Regions from separate parts of the Zea mays genome. Here region 1 is linked to region 2. Evidence: chromatin contacts called from public Hi-C data. All regions are on one chromosome and are shown on one strand. The core of a region is the stretch at or near the end of the contact, and the rest is flanking DNA. Distances in the headings are between cores, read along the strand shown. Region 1 holds the start of LOC100284454. Region 2 holds the start of LOC100194379.

The links. Hi-C and Micro-C count contacts between places; a contact is called where the count stands out from the background.
Region 1: a Hi-C map of endosperm shows a contact between it and region 2, with 2.8 times the contacts expected there. The contact joins the promoter of LOC100284454 here to the promoter of LOC100194379 in region 2. A contact is called at or near these places in 2 of 25 Hi-C or Micro-C datasets (endosperm and tassel).

Annotation. Positions count from the first base shown.
Region 1 is chr7:120,433,410-120,439,239 of Zm-B73-REFERENCE-NAM-5.0, forward strand. It overlaps LOC100284454, which reads right to left and starts at 2,524. Exons shown (of 1, transcript NM_001157349.3): 1 at 644-2,524. The coding sequence starts at 2,315. The coding sequence ends at 921.
Region 2 is chr7:119,907,665-119,912,816 of Zm-B73-REFERENCE-NAM-5.0, forward strand. LOC100194379 reads left to right here and starts at 1,582. Exons shown (of 3, transcript NM_001416008.1): 1 at 1,582-2,253; 2 at 2,342-3,291; 3 at 4,043-4,659. The coding sequence starts at 1,712. The coding sequence ends at 3,242.

The DNA.
Region 1 (5,830 bases), core at 1,274-3,773, 530 kb after region 2:
AGGGCGAAAGGCCATTTGACTACTATATATTACTCGACATAATGAGTTGTGCATCTTAACTAATCGAGCAAAAAAAACCAAAAACAAAGACAGGGCCATAACCAATTTCAAATAGGACACAGGAGGAACCACTACAATGATCAACTTCGCAGGAAAAAGATTCTGAGAAAAATATCAAATAATTGTATGGACCTTAAGACTATTCTCGGTCCCAAGTATCATATACTCCAATATCCAAAAATACCACATAAGATAAAAAAGTATGATATTGATACAAGATACACTCCCTTTATCATATTTATATGTTTTAATTATTTAATTGGTGTTGTCTATAAAAATAGACCTCAGTAATATTTTGTGTGTGTCATAACCTAAGATATCATGTGAAAGCAGTATCTTACTTAAGATAGCTTTTATCTTCCTCCTATTAAATACCTTGTCACATTAGCAAAAAAAAAATCCTATCGTGTAATTACTTTTGTAACACCGAAATTTCCACCTAGCTCATTGAACATCGAAGACTTGTATGAATATCCATTGCTGATTAAGAACAACCTAGATCCTGTGAAAATGACATAGTAATAATTGATTTAATTGGTAGAATCATCCTGATGGGAAAAAATATATGGGGACCAAAACTAAATTTGATCACGGGCAAAATTTTGTATGCACACATCTCCAGAAAATACAGGTTATGATCGTACAAAACTTGGCAAGTCGATCGAAAACTCCCCGGCTCGATTCGACTCTTTCCTTCCTGTACAGCATATGGCACACAACGAACTAGCCACCATGGCAGTCTCGAAGCAACGACGAGAACTTGAAACTTTACATGCTATAAAAAGCTGGTGCCAGTGCAGCCGTGTTTAACTCCTACGCAAAGTTGCTACAACTTCCACGTGACAGACGGGGACGCTTGTTCACGCGGTGCCGACGGCGGCGGCGGGGCTGTCGCCCTGCCACGCCCAGACGATCTCCGTGAGCCCCGGGCGGACGTCGACGGCGCAGAACTTGTTAAAGTCCAGCGCGTCCCCGGCGTCGTGCACGAACTCGACCACGGTCACGTCCACGGCCACCTCGAGCACCTCGGCGGTGGCCGCGAGCCGTCCGTTCGTGCCCTCGGCCTTGGCCTCCATCCTCACCTTCCAGCCTTTCCCCCTGGTGACCTCGAATCCTAGGGCGCGCGCCACGGACTCCAGCTTCTCCACCACGGTGGCCGCCGGCGCGCGGGCCGTGAACACGGTCGCGGTCTTCTGCTCGCTCTCGAACAGCCCCGACAGGTCGAACCCGGAGGACATGGACGAGATGAGCTGGAACGCGTTGCACGACCGAGGGGAGGTGGCGCCAGAGTGGTTGCTGTTGCTGTTGTCGTCGTCGTCGTTGTCGAAGAGGGCAGCGCCTTCGTCCAGCTGCTGTTTCTTGGGCGTCACCGGGGGCGAAAGGACGGGCGGCACGAAGCCCTTCCTGAACCACGGCGTGCACATGATCTCGGCGATGGAGGCGCGCTTGGCGGGGTCGACGACGAGCAGGCGCGCGATGAGGCGGCGCGCGTCGCCGGAGACCCAGGGCGGCACCTGGTAGTCGGCCTTGAAGATCTTCTGGTACAACTTGACGTAGTTGTCGTGCTGGAACGGGAGGAAGCCGCAGAGGAGGACGTAGAGCACGACGCCGCAGGACCAGAGGTCGGCGCGGGCGCCGTCGTAGCCGCGCTTCCTGAGCACCTCGGGCGCGACGTACGCGGGGGTGCCGCACTGCGTGTGGAGCAGGCCGTCGTGGCGCAGCTGCTCGGGCAGCGCGGCCAGCCCGAAGTCGGTGACCTTGAGCCGCCCCGCCTCGTCCAGCAGCAGGTTCTCGGGCTTGAGGTCCCGGTGCGCGACGCCGCGGCGGTGGCAGAAGCCGACGGCGGCGACCAGCTGCTGGAAGTAGCGGCGCGCGTGGTCCTCGTCGAGGCGGCCCCGGGCCACCTTGGCGAAGAGCTCCCCGCCGCGCGCGTACTCCATGACGACGAAGACGCGGGAGCGGCTGGCGAGCACCTCCCGGATGCCCACCACGTTGGGGTGCCGCACCATCCGCATGATGGAGATCTCCCGGCGCAGCTGCTCCACCATCCCCTCCGTGCGCCGCAGCCGCGCCTTGTCGATCACCTTGATGGCTACGCTGCAGCTGTGGCCCGTGCCGGCGCCGGCGCTCAGGTCCCTCGCGTAGTAAACCTTGGCGAAGGTGCCCTGCCCCAGCAGGCGGCCCAGCTCGTACTTGCCCAGCACCAGCTTCCGTTCCTCCTCTCCGGGCTCCGCTTCCCGCCCTGATCTCGCCATGCTCTCTGCTGCTTACTGTTTACTAGTGCTCCGGTAGCTGGCTGCTTCTTGTTTTGCTGTTGCCGCTACTGGCAGCTCCGGGCGGCCGGGCGCTGCTGATTTAGTGGCGCGTGGGAACGTGGCGGGCGCGGCACATGGTTTTCCTTGGGGGGGCCCGGGGGGACTTTGGTTCGAATGTGGGCTCGGCCAGTGCGGCACACGGGATTTGCAAAGTCGTTGGGCGCCGGGGGGCTCGCTTATTTGTATGTAGCGGTGTGGTGTGGTGTGGTACTGTGGTGTGGTGCGCGCGCGGCGGACCAACGTGAGGCGGGCACGCGGACCGAACGGGTGGGGTCGAGCCTGCGAGGAGCGGGGGTGAGGTGGGAGCTACGGAGTGGAGGCGGGAGCGAGGAAGGGCCCATGACGCGTCGGGAGCGGTTGTTGCCGGCGAGGTTGGAGCACCGAAGATTCGGGCGGATCTGCTGCCGGGTGATTGGGCCATTTCCTGCGCCCGTTCAGCGTTCAACCTTCAACGTTGTTGTACCATGGCAACCTTGGCCGGCAGCAGGTCTAGAGTTCTCGTCTAGTAGTGGAATGTCCTCATTGCCAGCGAGATTAGGTTTGTTTAGGGAGAGCAATTAGACGGGAAAGACTGTTTCCTAGTATCATGTGCCAAGAATCTGCCCTCCCATTAAGAACCAATTTGGAATGTGATTTCTCTCTATATTTTTTTGTTTTTTTTTTCTAAAAATACATTGATTCACGCAAAATTCTCGTAGAATTACTTTTATGTCCCGTTTGTTTTCTTTATCTTGAGGAATTGGAATTTTACTAATGCAATAGGCTATTTTTTTAGAATATGACATTCCACACTTTCCAAAGTTATCATATAAGAATATCTCAAATTCATGAGGTAAGAGATAAAAATTGATTCTATAAATTTACATGCTATTTTTCCGATGTACAACTTATAACACACTCTTATACTTGCTTCGCTATAATATAAATATAATATATAACTATCTCTCATATAATTTAGGATAATATACAAATATATTATATATATAAATATATGAACTTAATTAGTTTTATCTAAATTATAATTATTATAATAGAATTCAATTCCAATGAAACAAATGTGGCCTTACTTTTTTTTGTTACATTGACCATTACTAAGAATTTTTTCATAAGTAAATATGTTCCTCAATAATTGGAAGTTAACTAACACACTTACACACGTCTTTATTAACATAGGCTTGCGGAATGGACTTCACTACCGATAAAACAATCAAAAGTGGAGTAAAAAAGAGACATGCAAAGGCTACAGGCTCAAAGTGAATTATCCTACAAAGGGAAAAATACTGAACGGCCGCCGCACTAGAGATGGCAACGGGTACGTACCCGCCGGGTATTGTCTTTCCATACCCGCACCCGCGACAAAAAAATATACCCGACACAATACCCATACCCGGTTGCGGGTAGAAATGTTTACCCATACCCGTACCCGAGTGGGTATTGTTACCCGACGGGTAACCCATACCCGGCAGCCACCCGATTCAGATTAATTAAGTTAGGTAAAAAACAGTAGCAAAAGTATAAGACATCAGTTCAAATCACTGCCACGCCATTGCCTCACATAGTCACATGATTACAAGCCATAAGTTCAAAAGTTGCAGCTTACAGGCATCAGTGCATCACAGATATTTCATTACAGGCATCAGTAGTTCAGTACCAGCCTACCAGGCTACCAAAAGAACTAGTTTTTCATGCACCAAAAAAGTTACTTTACCACTACCAGCCTACCAGGCTACCAAAAGAACTAGTTTTTCATGCACCAAAAAACATGTGACCATGACACCAATCACATCATCGACGTTGCAGCAAGCAGGCAATAGGCTGTTAGAGTTTAGACTTGACTTTATTGATTCAAAGGGCAAGCTCCTACATGAACAAATTTAGAATTAGTTAGCAGTGAAGGCACAAAATTAATCAAACAAGGACAAGTTAGAAAGAATAACCTGAAGGCCCTCTTGTATGTCTTGGAGACAAGACCAAAAGGTAGCAGGTTTCTTGCTCGTATCATCAACTAGAAACACAAATGTATAAGTTTTCAGGCATGAGTATAAATAAAATATGAATTCTACAGACTACAACAAACCAATTGTATACCTTTGTACTTGTTCCGAAGCCAGTTTTGGGAACACATGAGAGCCTCCAACATCTTAGAAGTGAGCCTGCTACGATGCTCACTAAGAACTCTACCCCCGGTGCTGAAAGCTGACTCCGAAGCAACAGTTGTAACAGGGATAGCATATATATCCCTTGCAATCATCCTCAAAGTGGGATATCGAGTTCCCGCCACCTTCCACCAATCCAACACATTAAAGTTTTTTGTTTGCATGCTCAACATCTCTTCATCCAAGTAGCGGTCCAATTCTGATTTAAACCCCATGTTTGCTGGCTTCCTACTTGCAACACGTGCACTAATGGAAGATAAGTAGTCATCATTGTTGCTAACTATAGGAGTTGATGTTTGGCTGCCCTCTAAATCCTCTTCTACATGGTACTCACGCATCAAGTCAGCTAACAAGTTCTTAACATCATTAACACTGTCCTCACATGCTTGACCCGATATTCCAAGTAAATCCTCATAACAAATCAACAACACTGTGGTCTTGAATCGGGGATCAAGAAGAGTTGCAATGCCCATTAACCCTTGTATGTCAGTCCAATACTTATCAAACTTGGTTACCATATTAGCTGACATGGCTTCCACTAATGGGTTGCCACAAGTCGACCATTGCCTAATTTTCTTTCTAATCTCAGCAATTTTAGTGAAGTAGATGTTAGCTGTGACATAATCTGTCCCAGAAAAAAGTTCAGTGATATTATAGAACAACCTAAGCCTTTCCACAACATCCTCTGCAAATTTCCACTCCTCCTCAGTTGGCAAAGATGTGTACTGTCTATCTACACGGCTTGCTCTAACAAAAACAACCTTGTAGGGCAATGCACTTTCTAGCATGCTAAAGGTAGAATTCCACCTAGTCCTACAGTCAAGTCCAATCTTTTTCTTGCCAACAACCTTGACAAACTTAGCTATTTCCTCAAACTTTTCAACCCTTTTAGGTGTGGCTGTCCAATAAGCTACGCTGTCACGGATGTTCTCAATTGCATCTTTCAACTCCTCTAACCCATCCTTTACTATCAAGTTAAGAATATGCGCAGAACAGCGCATGTGTAATAATTTACCATCATTTAACAACTTATGCTTTCCAATGTTCCTCACAAGTATAGGGATTACCGCATCATTTGTGGTGCAGTTGTCTAGAGTAATTGAGGATATCTTTTCATCAAGATTCCAATCAACCAAGGATTCATATAATTCATCACCAATGACTGCAGCGGTGTGAGGAGCAGGTACATAAATGAACCTACAAAATAAGAAAACATATGAGAAACAAGCAAAATAAGGAAAATATGACAAGCAATCAGATCTATAAGACTATTATCACCTCATGATAATGTTTCTAAGG
Region 2 (5,152 bases), core at 332-2,831:
ACATGCGGAGCATGACCACCCGCCGCTGCTTAAATGCGGCGAGCGTCGGTGGCGGTGGCTGGCGCGGGGCGGGGGCGTACGGCGGTTTCACTCATCGACCTACCAGCTACCAGTGCCAGGGCCAGACTGTCGGCTCCTGTACCCGTCTCCGGCTGGCCGCTCCGGAGTCAAAAGGAGGCCGATCCGCCGTACGATACGGTCGTGCTAAAATTGGGGGCGGGCAGCAGTACAATGACAGCTCCTCCTGGCAACCTGGACGGCAGTGCCACACTGTTCGAGTTCATGCCGTTCCTGGATACCAGCTGGAAAATCTGCATACTTCCAATTCCAATACAGGAGAGGACCCGAACCCGGACCCGGCCTTGGTGTGCGCGAGGTGAGTCGAGTCTGGACGACTCTGGAGGTGCAGCGATTTTTTGGGTGAGATAAATGCCTGCTACTCTACAGTTTCAGTAGAGAAACAGTGCTGCAGGTTGCTCCATAAGCCTGCGGTCAAAAATGGCAGTGTGTACACTTGAGGCCCTGTTTGGGAATAAAGTTTTTGAAAACTACAGTTTTTGAAATACTATACTATACTTTAGTTATGACAATACCGTAGTTTATAATACCGCAGTTTTGAAAACTGAGGTCCAGAGCTAAGTTTAGAATGCCTTAAAACAACTATAGTATTTGCAATACTTCAGTTTTGAAAACAGAGATTTTACCCAGCTTGCCAAACACCATTATGTATATAATACTGCAGTATTTGAGAATACTGCAGTATTCTTCCAAAACTGCAGAAAAACTTTGTTCCCAAACACCTCCTGAAAGTTGGAGCCATGGCCGCCATGCCTTCTTTTACGATCAGACAGACTGGCAGGCAAGCAGGGATGGCCAGCAAAGAACGACGCATGCGCGCGCCTCGTGAGCAGCCGTGTCAACGCACGACACGTGCCTCCCGTCGACCCGGGTTGGGATCATCGGCTAAGCTCAGCACAGCACAGCACCGCATCTTTTTCTCCTGTGGGAGACGCCCAGTTGCCAGTTGGTACGAGGAAAGCACAAAGCGGGCCGGGGAAAGCAGAGCAAGCATGAGTGAGTGTGCGCTGCAACTTGGGACTGTTCCGTAAGCACATCTTTTCTGCATCAAATTGGCGTTTGCATGCTTACTTGGCTGTCAGGGTTCTGTGGTTCGTTAACCGGAATGCAACCGTAAACAAAGTCAAAATTCAGGTCAAGTTGGAGTGTCGCAGGCAAGGCCTTAATAAGTTCTTAACCAGGAGTACATACAGAACAAAACCTCATGCCATTCGCTCGCTGACCTGGTGCAGCTAAGCACACTGCACTGCAAGATCTGTGTGACCATGATGTCCATAACCATAAAATAATATAAGCCCATCCAGCAAAGCAGGCTATTAAACAAGCGATCCAGGACCTCGGCTCAAATCTAACACCATTTATTACCCTTTATTTTTCTTTCTAAAATACTAAGCCTGTGCCCTCCCGGCTGACCAATTGGCCCCACCGGCTCAGTCTCTGGCCCACTGTCTGCGTCCCTCTATCTACGCGTATAAACCCCCACCCCACCCCGTTCGCGCAGCCGCCCGCCACGCCTTCCTCCGGACGCCAGTCTGCGAGCGCCGAGCGCCCGAGCGCAGCCAGGTGTCGCCCGCCCGCCCGCCTCCGGCAAATGTGACTTGCAGACGAAGGTCGCTGCAGTGGCCCGTGCTCGATGGTGGCAAGGTGCGCGCACGCCGACGCCGGCGGGTTCCGCATCTGGCCGATCTTCTCCGCCGCCTCGCTGCGGAGGAAGGTGCTAGAGGTTCTCGCGTGCGGCGGCGGTGGCGGTGGCGGTGACGGAGGCGGTTCCTGCCGTGGACGGACGGCCTACCGGTCGCCACAGCGGATTCCGAGGCCGAGACCGCGGTCGGACAGGCTCGCGGAGCTGCTCAGGGCCGAGCAGCCGTCCGAGTGCAGCGACGAGGCTGAGGCCGAGGCCGAGGCGGCGGCCAGGAAGGTGGAGGCGTTGGAGGAGCTGAAGGGCGTGGTGGGGGCGCTCCGGGACGGCGGGGGCGACGGCTGCATGTCCCGCGTCGAGGCGGCCATGGCCGTGCGGAGCAAGGCCAAGGACGACGCCGGCGCTAGGGAGATGCTCGCGATGCTCGGCGCCATCCCGCCGCTCGTCGCGATGCTGGACGAGGGCGGCGACGTGGGGGAGGATGTCACGACCGCAGCGCTGTACGCGCTGCTCAACTTGGGGATCGGCAATGACACGTGAGTTGTCTGCCTTCTCTGTTTCGTGATCAGATCTGGGGGGATTCGGTTTCGGAATGTGCAGAGCTGTCTGCATGATTGTTGCCAGGAACAAGGCGGCGATCGTGCAGGCCGGTGCCGTGCACAAGATGCTCCGCATTGCGGAGGGCGGCGCGCTAACGGAGGCGGCCGTGGTCGCCAACTTCCTCTGCCTCAGCGCACTCGACGCCAACAAGCCCGTCATCGGCGCGTCCGGCGCCGCGCCCTTCCTCGTGCGCGCGTTCCAGGCCGCGTCCTCCACTGAGCAGGCGCGCCACGACGCGCTGCGCGCGCTCCTGAACCTCTCCATCGCGCCCGCCAACGCGCTGCACCTGCTGGCGGCCGGGCTCGCGCCGGCGCTGGTGGCGGCCGTGGGGGACGGCCCTGTGACGGACCGCGCGCTCGCCGTGCTCTGCAACCTCGTGGCGGCCTGCCCCGAGGGCCGCCGCGCCGTGAGCCGCGCCCCCGACGCGGTGCCGTCCCTCGTCGACGTGCTCAACTGGGCCGACGAGCCCGGGTGCCAGGAGAAGGCGGCCTACGTGCTGATGGTCCTGGCGCACCGGAGCTACGGTGACCGCGCCGCCATGGCCGAGGCCGGCGCCTCGTCCGCGCTCCTGGAGCTCACGCTCGTGGGCACGGCGCTCGCGCAGAAGCGCGCGTCCAGGATCCTGGAGATCCTCCGCGCCGACAAGGGCAAGCAGGTCGCGGAAGACGCCTCGGGCGTCGTGGCGACGGTGTCGGCGCCGCAGGAGCGCGGGTGCCGCGGGGAGGAGTCGGTGGACGGGGAGTTCGCCGACGCCGGCATGAGCGCGGAGAAGCGCGCCGTGCGGCAGCTGGTTCAGCAGAGCCTGCAGAGCAACATGCGCCGCATCGTCCGCCGCGCGCGGCTGCCGCAGGACTTGGCTCCGGCACCGACTGAGAGCCTCAAGGCGCTCACTGCCTCCTCCACCTCCAAGAGCCTACCGTTCTAGGAGATCATGCAGAATCCATATGCCAGAAGAAGAAGAAAAAAACGCACAGGTAAAAAAGACGAGCTTATTCATCGCCGTCCCTTCACAGCTACACATCACTGTTTTCGTCTGGAACCTTAAATTCTAGCTAGTTGATCAGTGATCACTCAGCTACCATATCAACATTCAACACTGATCTTGCAGTTTGTCTGCCATTGCAGTCGTTGGCTGAACCATTGTCTCACAAAAGGCTGCTACTAAACAACAAGTCTAATCAGCCATGGAAATTTCCACTTGGCCCTAGCAAACAATAATATATTTCCCACGAACCAACTAAGCACATTTTTAGACTTTTTCTCAGTTTCTTTAATCTTTGACCAATGTCCAATCCACCACAGCCAACGAGTACACGAACTTGAAGGGTCTAGTAGTATTTTTGTACTGTCCTAAACTACAACATCAGGCATTTTTCTGGAAGAAGGTTGAAGTCTTGTTCCTGGCTTGGGTTGTGTCGTCAGTCGCCACTCCTTTACCTCGACCTCGAGAGCGAGACCGCGGTCATTAACAGCTGCTTTGTTGCTTTCTGGGAAAGCAAGCTCGAGTCCCTACAGTCCATTGTCGCCCCCTACCCAAAAAAGCTCGAGACAGGTCATCATCGCGCTCACTTTTGTTAGTTTTATCCTGCAAGTCACAGCTGAATAGCTCATCCACTGTCATTACTCCTGTAAACCAGCTCTGGAATCCATGGAATAGTTTATACTACTACTAGACATTTTTCTATATCCTGCTGAACTGTACTGTTGCTTTTGATGGCGGGCCAGACAGTTAAAAAAGAAGAAGAAGAAGAAAAACTCTCTCTGAATCTGTCTTGGCAGCAGGGAAGATGAGGCCAGGAGAGTTGATGAGGAGACTTTGCTGCGTTCCGTTCCGTTGCTGCATGCGTCGGAGACCGGGAATCTTTCGGGCGCCCTGAAGCGGAAGCGGAGTGACGAGAAGATGGGGGCTAATCTAAAGCAGTTGTTTAACCGCGCTGCTCGTTGCCGCTTTTTTTTCTTCTCGTGCCTGCTGACGGAACCCACGTGCGCGGACCGACCTGTTCAAGTCCAGGCTCTGACAGACGAGAGCTGGCCTCGAGATGTTCTCCTAATCGCTTTCGCATTTCTTAATCGCCTTCGACTCGTTATCTTCCGCTTCTGTATATGGGAATAGCTATAGGATAGTAAGTAGTTTGTTTAGCCATACTACACCTAGTGGTCAGTGTGTTCGGGGCTTGCTCTTTGGGCACATGTTCTTTCTTGTTGTTGCTGAATGTGGTAGTAGGGTAGTGGAAAGTCTTAGAAGAACTAGAAAGAGGATGCGTGTGGACGTTTTATATATATGTAAACTATGATGATGGTTTCATCTTTGAGTACCTGATTTCAGTGCACGGGACAGCTTCAGATTTACTTCAAAACAGTCAAATTGTATAAAAAGTTATTCAAACGCTCTAGCTACAACAAAATGGTGAACCCGCCTCTGCCCCTGCCCGTGCTTGGCAACGACCCGGCTGCGCTCGTCACCGACTCGACCGCCATGGTCGTGCCTTGCAACGCCAACGCTGTGGCTGGCCCGCACGAGATCTATGAGATCTATTTTCCCTGCACAAACCCTAAACCCCGACGGGCACAATCAAGATGATGCATTCTTTTGGTCCCTCCTCTCCCTTCCTATTGCCCTATATAGCTAGCTCACCCCCGCTGGTAGATTCGCTGGGCCACAGGGTTTATTCTGTGCCCTTTTTATTTTCTAGGGAGGTCGCGTGGGTTTAGGCCCTGTTTGGTTCTTTTAGTCGCTAGACTAAATTTTAGTGACTAAAGTTTAGTCGCTAAAGTACCCCGTTTGTTTCCAGTAACTAAACCGGACTAAAGAACATTAATTGCTGTGAATAATAA